Regions from separate parts of the Anser cygnoides genome. Here region 1 is linked to region 2. The links are chromatin contacts, called in public Hi-C maps. All regions are on one chromosome and are shown on one strand. Each heading gives the region's core, a stretch centred on a gene start, on an enhancer-like site or on the middle of the called end of the contact. The rest is flanking DNA. Distances are from core to core; before and after follow the strand shown.

The links. A called contact is a pair of places that touch in the nucleus more often than the background predicts.
Region 1: a contact with region 2 is called in a Hi-C map of granulosa cells, with 4 times the contacts expected there. The contact joins two enhancer-like sites. A contact is called at or near these places in 2 of 7 Hi-C or Micro-C datasets (granulosa cells and liver).

What each region holds. Positions count from the first base shown.
Region 1 is chr1:54,450,610-54,456,662 of Taihu_goose_T2T_genome, reverse strand. L3MBTL2 (L3MBTL histone methyl-lysine binding protein 2) reads left to right here. Exons shown (of 16, transcript XM_066995782.1): 9 at 244-475; 10 at 1,126-1,205; 11 at 1,763-1,867; 12 at 2,787-2,934; 13 at 3,808-3,890; 14 at 5,474-5,708. Among named protein-coding and RNA genes, the nearest start is that of L3MBTL2, 10 kb to the left of the region's middle. Within about 2 kb of position 3,927, at least 2 of the 3 cell types and tissues checked have open chromatin away from gene starts, as enhancers often do.
Region 2 is chr1:54,333,651-54,339,655 of Taihu_goose_T2T_genome, reverse strand. It overlaps ACSS3 (acyl-CoA synthetase short chain family member 3), which reads left to right. Exons shown (of 16, transcript XM_066995750.1): 14 at 2,039-2,138; 15 at 2,218-2,393; 16 at 2,694-6,005. The coding sequence ends at 2,768. PPFIA2 (PTPRF interacting protein alpha 2) reads right to left here. Exons shown (of 32, transcript XM_066995714.1): 32 at 5,996-6,005. Among named protein-coding and RNA genes, the nearest start is that of ACSS3, 71 kb to the left of the region's middle. Within about 2 kb of position 4,160, at least 1 of the 3 cell types and tissues checked has open chromatin away from gene starts, as enhancers often do.

The DNA.
Region 1 (6,053 bases), core at 2,678-5,177, 120 kb before region 2:
GTAGATCATCATCACGTTGCTCAACCTTTGAACACGGTAAAAATGTGAAAGCTGTCGTGTGTGGGGCTGGCAGCCCCCCGCCCCCCCGATGAACTCGCTCCCATGTGTCCCCTCCCAGAGGTGTCTCCCAGGCAGTTTTGGGCAGCGCAGGGCTGTGTGGGGGGAAAAGCTGTTCTCTGAAGGCTCCGGGGAAGGAAGGCGCGGGGTGGGATTGATCTCGCCTCCTCTGCTTGTTGTTGCCAGATGGCGGAGAGCATGAAGTACCCGTTCCGGCAGGGCATGCGGGTGGAGGTGGTGGATAAGAACCACGTGTCCCGGACGCGCATGGCGGTGGTGGACACGGTCATCGGGGGCCGGCTGCGACTCCTCTACGAGGACGGGGACAGCGACGATGACTTCTGGTGCCACATGTGGAGCCCCCTCATCCATCCTGTGGGCTGGTCACGGAGAGTGGGCCACAGCATGAAGAAGATAGGTAGGGGTCAGGCCACCACACGCATCTGCTGGCTTGCTGCGTGCTGCCTGGGTCCTGCTGTTAGCGCCAGGCTCAGCATGCTGGGAGGACCTGACGGATAAGGTCTGTGCAGCCACGTCTGCCGCTTTTCCCTCTAGGTAGATAAAAGCTTAGCAATCTGTTGTCACAGGTTGGGACTAGGGTTTCTTACAGGTAGTCTGTCCCCAGGCTGACTGCAGAACCTGCATTGTCGTGTTTGTTGTCTTTCTGAGAAAATTCATCCTGGTTTCCATAAGACTAGATGCCACCACGTGGGTTTTTCCTGAGACCGTTCTTCATGTTTTTGTTTTTTTCCTTCTGGACTTAGACTCGAGCCCCATTGATACTTTGATTTGTGCCTCCCTTGCTGCCTGTCCCCGGTGATAGCAGCTGCATTTCGAGGTGTTACCACTAGTGCTCAGGAAGATCGGGCATTTGCTTTTGAGCAAGCCCTGTATCGCAGCTTACGTTACAGGAAGATGTAGAGGGACTGACCTGTTCTTACTACCCATCTCTGATTTGGCTCTTCTACAGCTGTTAGGTTCTCAGCAGATAATTAATAGCCAGGGTGTTTTCTTACTCTGGTTGCTGCAGGTTTCTCAGTTCTCTTTTCCCTCTTCCATTCCTCACAGAAGAAAAGCGCAGTGACATGGCAAACCATCCCACCTTCCGGAAGATTTACTGTGACGCTGTCCCTTACCTGTTTAAAAAGGTAAGACAAGTCTCACTTTCTGTGGTGGCCACAGTAAAGGAAGCAGTGATACAGCTTCCTTAGGTATGTTCTGCTGCGTGGGTGGTTAAAGGCATCATTTGTCCCCCTTCCAGCTATAGGGCAGTAAGGTAATTGGGGTGTCAAGGCTGTAGTTGGCCAGGGCAAAGGCAGAATAAAAAGATAAAAGATCTTAAAGGCAGCACCAGATTGAAGGGCTCGGTTTGAGGGCTCCAGTCCTTGGAGTTTTGAGCAGGAGAGGCAAGGTGATTGCTTGGGAGAGAGCAGCTCAGACCTGGGGCTGGGTCATACTGGTGGGGACTGAGATCAGGAGGCCTTGCTGCAGCTGCGACTGGCCAGAGCCTTGGCAGGAGCTTGCTGGCACAGAAACAGTGTTGCACCGGCTGCCTCTTTGTAGTTTTCTTCTTTCCTTTCCCCTCTTGACTTGGGCTGAGCCAAGTAAAGGAGCTCTGATCCTCCTGTCTGCAGCTGGGGCAGTTGATGTCAGGATGGGGCTGTCCCGTACCCCGGCAGTGCTGATGTGCCGGAGTCTCCCTTAGGTACGGGCTGTCTATGCCGAAGGCGGATGGTTTGAGGAAGGCATGAAACTGGAAGCCATCGACCCCCTGAATTTGGGCAACATTTGTGTGGCCACTGTTTGCAAGGTGAGTTTGGGGCAGGGGGAAGGAGGCGCTCTGGCTTTACCTGAGACATCACAGCCTCTAGGTTTGTTCTCTAATGCGCTCCAGTTCTCGGAATGCATAAAGGGAGGCCTCTGTAGCATCCTCCTTGAGGAGAGAAAGGGCTGTGGGGTGTGTCGTTATGGACAGCACTCACGGGTTTGGGAAGCTGAGGAGGGTTGCCTCTCTGGCTTTCTCTGCTGATGGGGTGGTGGTGAGCTCTACTTCTGTGCCTGAGTTGGAAAGTAAATTGCTCTGCCAGGTTTCCTCAGTGAGGCGCTTTGCGTCTCCTGGAGCATAGCATCGACCTGGACTTTCTTGCTCCCTCGAGAAGCTGTCATAGAACTCAAGCAGCGGACTCTGATGCATGGGATTTGGCAAGGGAATGCCAGGAAAGCCTTTTGTCTGGCAAATGTTGCCCTTTGCCAGTGCTTAGAACTGCAGAGAGGTTGGGGCAGGCATGCCTGTCATGTTTGGTAGGTCCTAGTTGCCAGCGAGTGACAGGAAGGGACAAGTCTTGCCGCCGTAGGAAGTGGCAGGTCTGAAGGCAGTGCCCTTCCCTTCAGCCCCGTAACAAACTCCTGACCTGACTGGTGTAGAGGCTCTGGGCTGCCAAGAATCTGGTTTTGGGGGAGAACAGCGCCCCTGCCTGCTTACAGCCGAGCCTTTTTCACAAAGCCATGCATGGTAGTTGCAGCCCTGCAGTAATTGCTGCTTTGGGGATTAGCTTGTGCTGGCTAACATACCAGGAGAAGCTACCACACATCCTGGGGCATTTAACGTTGCATTTTGCTATCTAGTGGCAACAGTGATGTAGCTGTGGGAGCTCCTGGGGGATCCTTTGAAAGGAGGGACCTCAGAGCAAGTGAAGCTCTTCATTTATGCCCTTCATCCCTCATCTTAGGTCCTCTTGGACGGATATCTCATGATCAGCATTGATGGAGCCACATCTGATGACGGCTCGGACTGGTTCTGCTATCATGCTTCCTCACACGCCATCTTCCCTGTCAACTTCTGTCAGAAGAACAGCATCGATCTGACCCCTCCGAAAGGTGAGATCTGGGCTGTGGTCTGGCATGCAAACCTGCACACGGAAGCTACTGGATGGGCTTTTCCGAGAAGTGTCAGGTTCAGGTGAATCAAAACCGCCAGGTCCCACCCTGCCTGCTTTGGGGGGAGGTAGGGCTGGCTGGGGACAAAGCCAGTCCATTTGAGCTCTGATGGTATACCAAGTTGTGGCACTTTGTGGATGGAAGTTACATCTCCTGAGGGCGTTAGCGTTGGTCAGGGTCAGTGGGAGAGGTGTACAATCCCCAAACTGAATAAATCCCTTTGTGAAAGGGCAAGGAGGGTGGGAAGGGATGAGTAGAGCTATTGCTACACGACTCAGTCATTACAAGTAGCAGGAGTCACCACTTCTCTTCTTGCATGAATAAATCTGAGACAGAAGGATTGCATCTCGAGATTTTTTGCAGAAAAACCAGAGTGGATTTTACTGCGTCATCTGGCCATACCAAAAAAGGCCTGCTCTGAATTTCTTTGTTGCAGCACTTTGTGCAGTGCTGTTCTGTCATCTTTGATGTTGCTTCTAGTGAGAGAAAGATTGGTTTTGGTGGTTTGCTTTCAACATGCTTCTTCCTGCTAGTTCCTTCTCCTTACCTTTCTCTGTGGTCTGGATATGTGACTGACATGGGCGTTCAGTGCTGCATCTTGCACAACTTCCCTGTTTGCCCACTGGAGGGGGTTGCTGGACTGTTGTGGAATCTGTGCCTTAGATTTATGTCCAAAACTAGGCTGAATGTGCCAGTTAATGAAACTGGTTTAGAAGCAGTTGCTGTGGTTCCTTCTTGCCCATTCTGCCTTTTCCCTCCGCTGGTCTGCCCAGTGACTGCCTTTTTCCCTCTGACCAATTCTTCCTCCTGCAGGGCAAGATGCAAAGACCTTCAACTGGGAAACTTACCTGGAAAAGACTAAATCAAGACCTGTTCCAGCACGGCTCTTCAACACAGTGAGTGCTGCCTGGGAGGAGAGATGTGTAGGGATGTTTGCAGTCAGCTAGGTGGAGCACAAGAGCTCTGACTGCCAGCGTGGCCGAGGTTGGAAGGGACCTCTGGAGGTCATCTTGTCCAAGCCCTCTGCTCAAGCAGGTTGCACAGGACTGTGTCCAGACAGCTTTCACAAATCCCCAAGAAGGGAATCTCCCCAGCCTTTCTCAGCCTGTGCCAGTGCTCTTTTGCCTGCACAGTAAAGTGTTTCCTGCTCAGGTGGAACCTCCTGTGTGTTCCAGTTTGTGCCCGTTGCCTCTTGTCCTGTCACTGGGCACCACTGAAAAGAGCCTGGTCCCACTCTGTTTGCACCTGCCCTTCAGGTATTTATAGACCTGGATAAGATCCCCCCGCCCCGAGCCTTCTCTTCTCCAGGCTGAGCAGTCCTGACTCTTTCAGCCTTTCCTCACAGGAGAGATGCTCCAGTCCCTTCATCATCTTCATGACTCTTTGTTGGACTCTCTCCAGTACACCCATGTCCTTCTTGTCCTGGGGTGCCCAGAAGTGGACCCAGCGCTCCAGGTGCAGCCTCACCAGTGCTGAGTGGAGGGGAAGAATCACTTCTCTCTACCTGCTGGCAACGTGCTTCCTAATGCAGCTCGGAATACTGTTAGTGTACTTTGCCCCAAGGGTGCATTGCTGGCTCATGTTCAACTTGGTGTCTACCAGGACCCCTGGGTCCTTTCTTGCAAAGGTTTTGTTGCTTTCCACCCGGTCAGCCTCTGGCGTGTGCTGGTGCCTGGGGTTGTTCCTCCCCAGGGGCAGGACTTTGCACTTCCCCGTGTTGAACTTCACGGGGTTCTCGTCAGCCCATTTCTCCAGCCTGTCCAGGTCCCTCTGGATGGCAGCACAACCCCCTGGGGTGTCAGCTGCTCCTCCCAGTTTTGTGTCATCTGGGAACTTGCTGAGAGCACACTGCCATGTCACCCAAATCATTAATGAAGATGTCGGACAGGGCTGCTCTTTGCTGCCAGTCAGCACTTCTGAGGAGATCCCAAGGCTTCCTCTCCAAGTAACTCCCCTGTCTGGCTGCTCAGGGCAAGCACCGTCACGCCTTTGTGGATGTCGTGATGTCTTTGAACCTGCAATTCTGCAGCGTTTCCTAGTGCTCCAGGCTCCTGGTGGGTTCTGCACCACCTGTTACTTGTGGACATGCTGTTGGGTGGAAGTGGTCTGGTTGGCATCAGAAAAACTGCTGCAGCAGTGAGCCTGTGCTTGTCTTTATGATTTTTCCAGCGCTGCCTCAGGCTATGGGTTTGATCAGGTGTCTCTTAACCCCTGCATGCTGCTCCCCCACTTCAGGATCTTTTTTCTAAAGGCTGGGCTGAGATTCTCTGGGGATGCAGCTGGCCTTGGATCCGTTCAGATGTCCCCTCCTGTTGTAAGGCTGGCTGGAGGTGCATCAAAGTGTGGCTTGAGTTTGGGCGTTTTCTGTCTGCTTGCTGGACGTAAGCCTGTAGCTGTTGCAGGGTGCTGCTGTCCGGATGCGGGTTTGGACTGGATGCAATTGCCTTGGGTTTTCCTCTTTTATCTTTTATGCACCCAGGACTGCCCAAACCATGGCTTCAAGGCAGGCATGAAGGTGGAGGCGGTGGACCTGATGGAGCCCCGGCTCATCTGCGTGGCCACGGTGAAGCGCGTGGTGCACCGTCTGCTCAGCATCCATTTCGACGGCTGGGACAACGAGTACGACCAGTGGGTGGACTGCGAGTCTCCAGACATTTATCCCGTGGGGTGGTGCGAGCTGACAGGCTACCAGCTTCAACCACCTGTCGTTCCAGGTGAGCCAAGGCTTGGCTGCGGTCTCTAAAGCCAGAGGCAAAGGTGTCCTTCCTCCTTCTCTGTGAGCGGCTCCTCCTTTTGGGGCCTTGTGTGGAGGAGAAGCTTGCCAGCTTGGTCTGTGCTGGCTGCCGCAAGTCCTCCTCTGCCGCCACACAACCTAGCAGCTGGTAGAGGGGGGAGTACTGTGGCAGGGAGAAAACAGGCTGAGGTTTGAGGTTGGCTCAGGTTTCCCTCTACTCCCTCACCTGCACACCAACAGCTCCTGCTGAAGTTGGGTAGAGTTCCAGGTGGTCCTGTCCCTGCACAGCTCCCTCTTACTAAGCATACCGCAGCCTCGGCCGGGT
Region 2 (6,005 bases), core at 2,911-5,410:
ACATGCACAGAAAATTGCTAGTTAAATGGGAAAGCATTTACAAGAACACAGTTAGCTTTTCAGTAAGATCAGTAAATACAGAATTAGAGGTTCATTGAATAGCCTTCTAATTAAGTGACAGTCACCTTGTTGAGCAAGTATATTAACTGCATTTACATTATAGCTGCATTACAAGCTTAACAAGTTTTTCCTTAGTGCTTTGGTGTTTCAGCTTCATTATGTTCCAAACAATTAGTTTCTTTGTCTATTAGTATCATCAGGGCTCCATCTTTACTGAGATGCAGTAGGAGTTACTGTTTACCTTGCCAATCACTGAATATTAGCCATTTTGGTAACCTCAGCTGGTGTTGATCCATCTCTGTACATCAATGGTTCAGTGCTTGGCTTGACTCTTTCTAAAATTGCTCTGATGTTAAGGAATTTAATATGAAAAATTCCCTTACTGACAGTGGGGTTTCTGTCTGCTGCTACATTAGAAGTCCATCCTTGTGCCCACTGAGTCAAGGAATTCCCCTTCACTTTCTCTGTTTCTTACTTGTAAGCAGTTTCTACATGGCTAGTGTTGATTCTGTTCTCTGATCATCTTTTCAGCCTGTCTTACAAAGTTTGATAACCTTTAACTTAGTATTTACATTTTCAGTCATATGAAATTAGCTGTTCCAATGTCAAAGGCATGCATATGGGATTTTTTGGGATAGATTAGTGAAGGAAAATATTGCAGTGATTGGAATATTCCAGCTCAAAATAAGACTTTTCTGAACAAGTGACAGACTGGAACAATGCAAACAAGCTCCTACAAAATGAAGCTGGGTACACTTTACATCTTCACCTTAGGGGTCCTGTTGGATCCTGATGGATAATTATTGAATTGATGGTAATGTCACATTACTGAAGATATTATTCCTGTGATTTTGTGGAAAGGCCTCAGCACCTCTGGTCATAGACCTTACTAGTCTACTTCTGTATAATTCATTGAAAAGTAGATGAAAAATAGTTTCATCTCTTTCTTTCTTTCTTAATTCTATAACAGTTGCTGTGGTCAGGATCAAGAAGGCAGAGCAGAAAAGAATGGGTATTTAAAGCATGAAATAGAATGCATTACTGAGGCTCTGGACTGGAGGTGACTCAAGCTCATAGGTGTATGGGATGTAGACAAATATCACCAGGATTTGGAGTTGCATGAAAAGAGCTAGATGCTTTGGAAGAGGATTCACAGCTGCTGGTGTCTTAAGTCCAACTTTGTCCCAGACTTAGTGATGCATATCTCAGTATGTATTGAGACATCTTGGTGATTTTTCTTCCAGGAAGTAAGAACCTCAGCTGGCTAATTAGAAACAAGAGAGTCTCTCATATTCTGTTTTCCTGAAAGAGATTTTGAGGTAGTGCCCATCACTTGTGTAATTGTGTACATGTGCAGTAGGAAAGAAGGGACTGATTTAATACCCTTTTTTGTCTAAGAATGTTGAGGCCTCACATTTCCAAGAGGATCAGCTGAACGCTAGGTTGGCTGCAAGCTGAGACAGGGCTTGTGTTTGGCAAAGAATTAAAAAGATACAAGGCATCAGAGAATGAGTAAATACGACTTTATAGCCCTGTAATAGAAGTGCTTCTGTGGTTTTGGTCCTTACTCACTTAACTGCACAATATTCATAGTGTTAGACTAACATTATTTGTCTCAGCAAAAAATCAAACTAACAAAAATATAGATGTGACACTCTTGTTTTCCCAAAACTATACGGAAATCACCTTTGCTTTGTTCAAACCTAGATGATTCCATGATTCTTTGATTCTGTATTTGTATCTTGTGCTGCCACAGTTTTTATTTCTTCCACTTATTTGATAACTACACATAGGTGTGCATATAAATATTCACAGGTACATTTGCAACATGGAATCCTGAGTTGTACTGACTAAACAATTTTAGATGTCAAAGTTTAAGAAGTCTATTTTTTTATGTCCTTGCCTATGATTTTTTTTTTTAAACTGAGATATTCAAATTATTATTAATCTGGTTTAGTTTTGTTTTTTTGTCCCTCAGTGTGTTCTCTTCCATCATGCTGTGGCAGACTGTGCTGTTGTAGGCCAGGAGGATGCATTAAAAGGGCACGTTCCCTTTGCCCTGTGCGTACTCAGAGAAGGTGAGAGCTCATTGCTACTGGTGGTGCTAAAACTTGCAAAAGTCATGGAAAGGTTAAAGGATATGAACTTCTTTACTAGATATAAAGACAGAAGAGGGGAAGATTTTGGAAGAGATTATTGAGAGCGTTCGAAATAACATTGGTCCAGTGGCAGCTTTTCAGAAGGGGGTGTTTGTGAAACAGCTACCAAAAACGCGTTCTGGCAAGATCCCACGTTCAGCTCTTTCTGCACTTGTCAGTGGAAAGCCGTATAAGGTAGTTGAAGATGTATGCTTTAATGAACTAGGCACATAAATGCATCCAAAGACCCAACATCATGGTTTTGATTCTCGAGACCATTCTGCAACTGGTCCATGACTTCAAGTATTACACAGTATTTTATTTCTACTATTTATTACCCAAAAGATTTTCACATTCCAGAGCTTATCAGATACATTTTTTTTTCTTGTCTGTTTTCAAAGGCTAGATTTAGAAGATTCTCTGGATGAAATTCTGTTTTACTGTTGAAGGACTGCAATCTACTATCACGTGCTTATGTATATTCTTCCTTTTCAGATAACACCAACCATTGAAGATGCTAGCGTGTTTAAACACATAGAAGAAGTGCTGAAGAAAAAATCAATGGGGTAATAGGTTAATAAAAGCGTCAGTTACTGAAACATACAGAGGCTTTCTGTTAGGAAATACATATTTTAAAAAATAGTCATGATTGGGGCTATTTTTTTTCTTTATTACGTAAATGGTACTGTGTTCTTTACCATATTGCCATAGCCAATGAAGCATACTGAAGACTGCATGTTGTCATTATATGCTGTATGTTAAGATTGCTAAAAATTTTAAATAGTATTCATACACTGATATAGCTTTGGAGGGAGTCACTGTATTATCTCGTTATAATAGAATCATGGAATCGCAGAACAGCCCAGGTTGGAAAGGACCTTGAAAGATCATCAGGTCCAACTTTTCATGGGGAAAGGGAGCCTAGATGAAATTACCTGGTACCCTGTCCAATTACATCTTGAAAATCTCTAGTGATGGAGATTCTACAATATCCATTATTGTATAATGAAGCCAATAACTTGAGTTTGGCTAAAACAGCTTTCAGAAGGTAAGTCACAAACTGAAGACAGCAATAAGTAGGAATTCTGATGTGAAAATCGTTGCAGACATAACTTGTCTTCACTTATAAATTATGAGCCTTATGCCAGTTAAATTTTTATGAATTTAAAAATTTTTAAGTTAGTTTTCTCTATTCCACTGATTTTTCCTAAATCTTTATGCTACAAATTCTTCTAATTGCTTTAGTCAATGACTTTTGGAAGTGCCTTTTTTTTTTTTTTTTGTAAAATAATAGCTGATTTCTGTCTTTCAAGTCTGTTAAAATCTTAATTTATCTATAGTAATGTTGAATAGAAAATACGTATTTTAAATAAATGCAAGCATTTACCCCTTGCATTTTCTGATAATTTTGTTGTTGTGTTTTTCATAACTGTTATGAAAAGGATAAACCAGGATGTTCTTTCACTGACATAATTAGATGTTTCAGGCTTGCTGAGATACATATCGCTAAGAAATGTAGCAAATACACATACCGAGCAACCACTCCTTGACAGTATTGGCATTTTCAAAATACTTTCAGGATTCTTAATGTATCAGGAAGTGGAGGATATACACTCTAAATGCATTACTTCTTAAGCTGCAGTTTTTAACTGAACAAGAAATGTAAAAATCCGTGTAAAATATATATAAAATACATTGAAATACATGTAAAAATAAATGAAAAGTTTAAAAGCAGAAGAAAATGCTGCTCAAATGCAGCATTGCTATTTCGAGGAATAAACAATAAGCAATTGGCAGATTCAGAAGTTGTGAGCGTATTTTAAGACCTTTTTAAGACCTTTTTTTTTTTTTTTTTTCCTGTTATGCTGGAAAATATTCAAGATCAAAACTGAGATAAGAGAGGGGCATAGTGGTCAGGAGCACTCACTGCTACTGCCATGATAATGTGGAGGATTCCAGAAATGCCAAAGGGCTTATTCATCAGCATTCAGAAAACCCAGATAAAGAGAGCCACATCATAGCAGTGATGAAGTATGGAAAAATATTTTTTTTTTCATGAGCATTGCTTTTGTTTCCCAAAGGAGCCTTTTTCTGAGGATCTGTGATTGCAGAATATTTTGCTTACAGCTTTAGGTTTGTGCCAAGCTGTGGAAGGGGAAGGAGGTAATTGTTCTTGTACTCAGGTCCATTGCTGCACTGCAGCCTGGTTGTACAATCAAGAAAGAACAAGCCCATTTAACAAGTGGTAGGAGAGCACTTCTTTTTTCTTAATTTATTTATTTTTATCGTATTTTATTTATAGAGAAGAAGCATGTGGGTAGATTTGAATGGCCAGGGAGATACTGAAATTCAGCTGGAAGAAGTTGATACAATAATTATTCACCGATTGTGGATCAGAGGCCAGCATAGCCACAATTTCTAGCTGGTAAGAGTAGAGCTGTGGCTGTGCTTTGGATATACTAGGAGTTTTGATATGTTAGCCTGAGATCAAAAAGAAGTCATAATAGTACATTTATTTTATTTATTGTATTTTTTTAATATATGTTTAATTCTTCTGGCCTGTTTTTTCTACTGTGGAAATAAGTAGGGGGTACTCCCAGGGCAGTGTTCCTAGAGCTTCATTTGCAGATCTTGCTCGCTCTTTTCCCCAACACAGCTCATTTCCTTCTGCCCCTTATCCCCCACGCCACCGAATTTGAGTGTGGGCTGTGACTGGAAATGTACACTGGAAAAGAAATTCTGGAAAATTGGAACTGGAGTTTATGAGAAGTGCATACAAATGATACCACAAACACTGCAAAGGGTGTTTGCATTGCTTTACTTGGTGACATTCTGGATTAAACTAATCCAAAATACGGCTGTGGGTGGAGAAGGAGCATCAGCAGCAAGGTCAGGTAAGCCCCAGAAGCTGTATGTAGAAGAGCTGTCTGTGTCTGCTGTCTCTTTACAGCTCTGTTCTACCCAAAGCCATCCAATCGGATGCATCAGCAAGTTCCGTGCTCCCTCTCGTGGCAGATTCTGACCAGAAAATTCATCGTAACTCATACCTGTTAGTGGCAAAATGTGCTTCTGCTTAGCCATGACAAGTACATGACATCCAAACTATTTTAAAGCTACTATGTACCAAGCTTAATAGACTTATAAACACAAATAGCACTGAATTCTTTTTTTATTGACATTGGGGGAGAAAAATCTTTCACCATCTGATTGACTGAAGTTTGCCAAATGAAAATAGACAAAACAAATGTTTATGTACGTGCAAACATGGCAGATCAAACTGCTAAAAGAAATAACTAAAAGACAGGTCTTGAGCTAAGATCAAGCAGCAGAAAAATAGCAAATAGGTAAATGACTATTAAGTAGGTCTTACTTTGAAACTTCCCATTTAAACAAAGAATAAACAACAATAACACCACCAAATAAAGCCACAGCAGGTAATATTTGCTCTTCTAAACTTTTATACACTATATATTAATCACTCTGTCTTTCAGTTATTTCCTCTGATAAAACAGACTTGTGTGAAGTCTCAGCAAGGCCATCTTGGCTAAAAGCAGAACATCAGACAGGAGCCTGTCTAATGCCCTGTTATGATGAAGAAATGGTGGGGTTTGGCTTCTCTTTTCTTTCATTTTCTTTGTGGAATATATTTGGAAACGTGAGAATCGCACTCTATTCATTCTATGCAATTATTAGATTTAATTTTCCAATGCTGGCTGGTGTCTGAATATCCTGGAACAAAAAGGTGGCTCTTGGTAAAGCAAGATTCTTCTTGGTCCGCAGGTAACATAGAAGAAAGGTTTTTTTTTT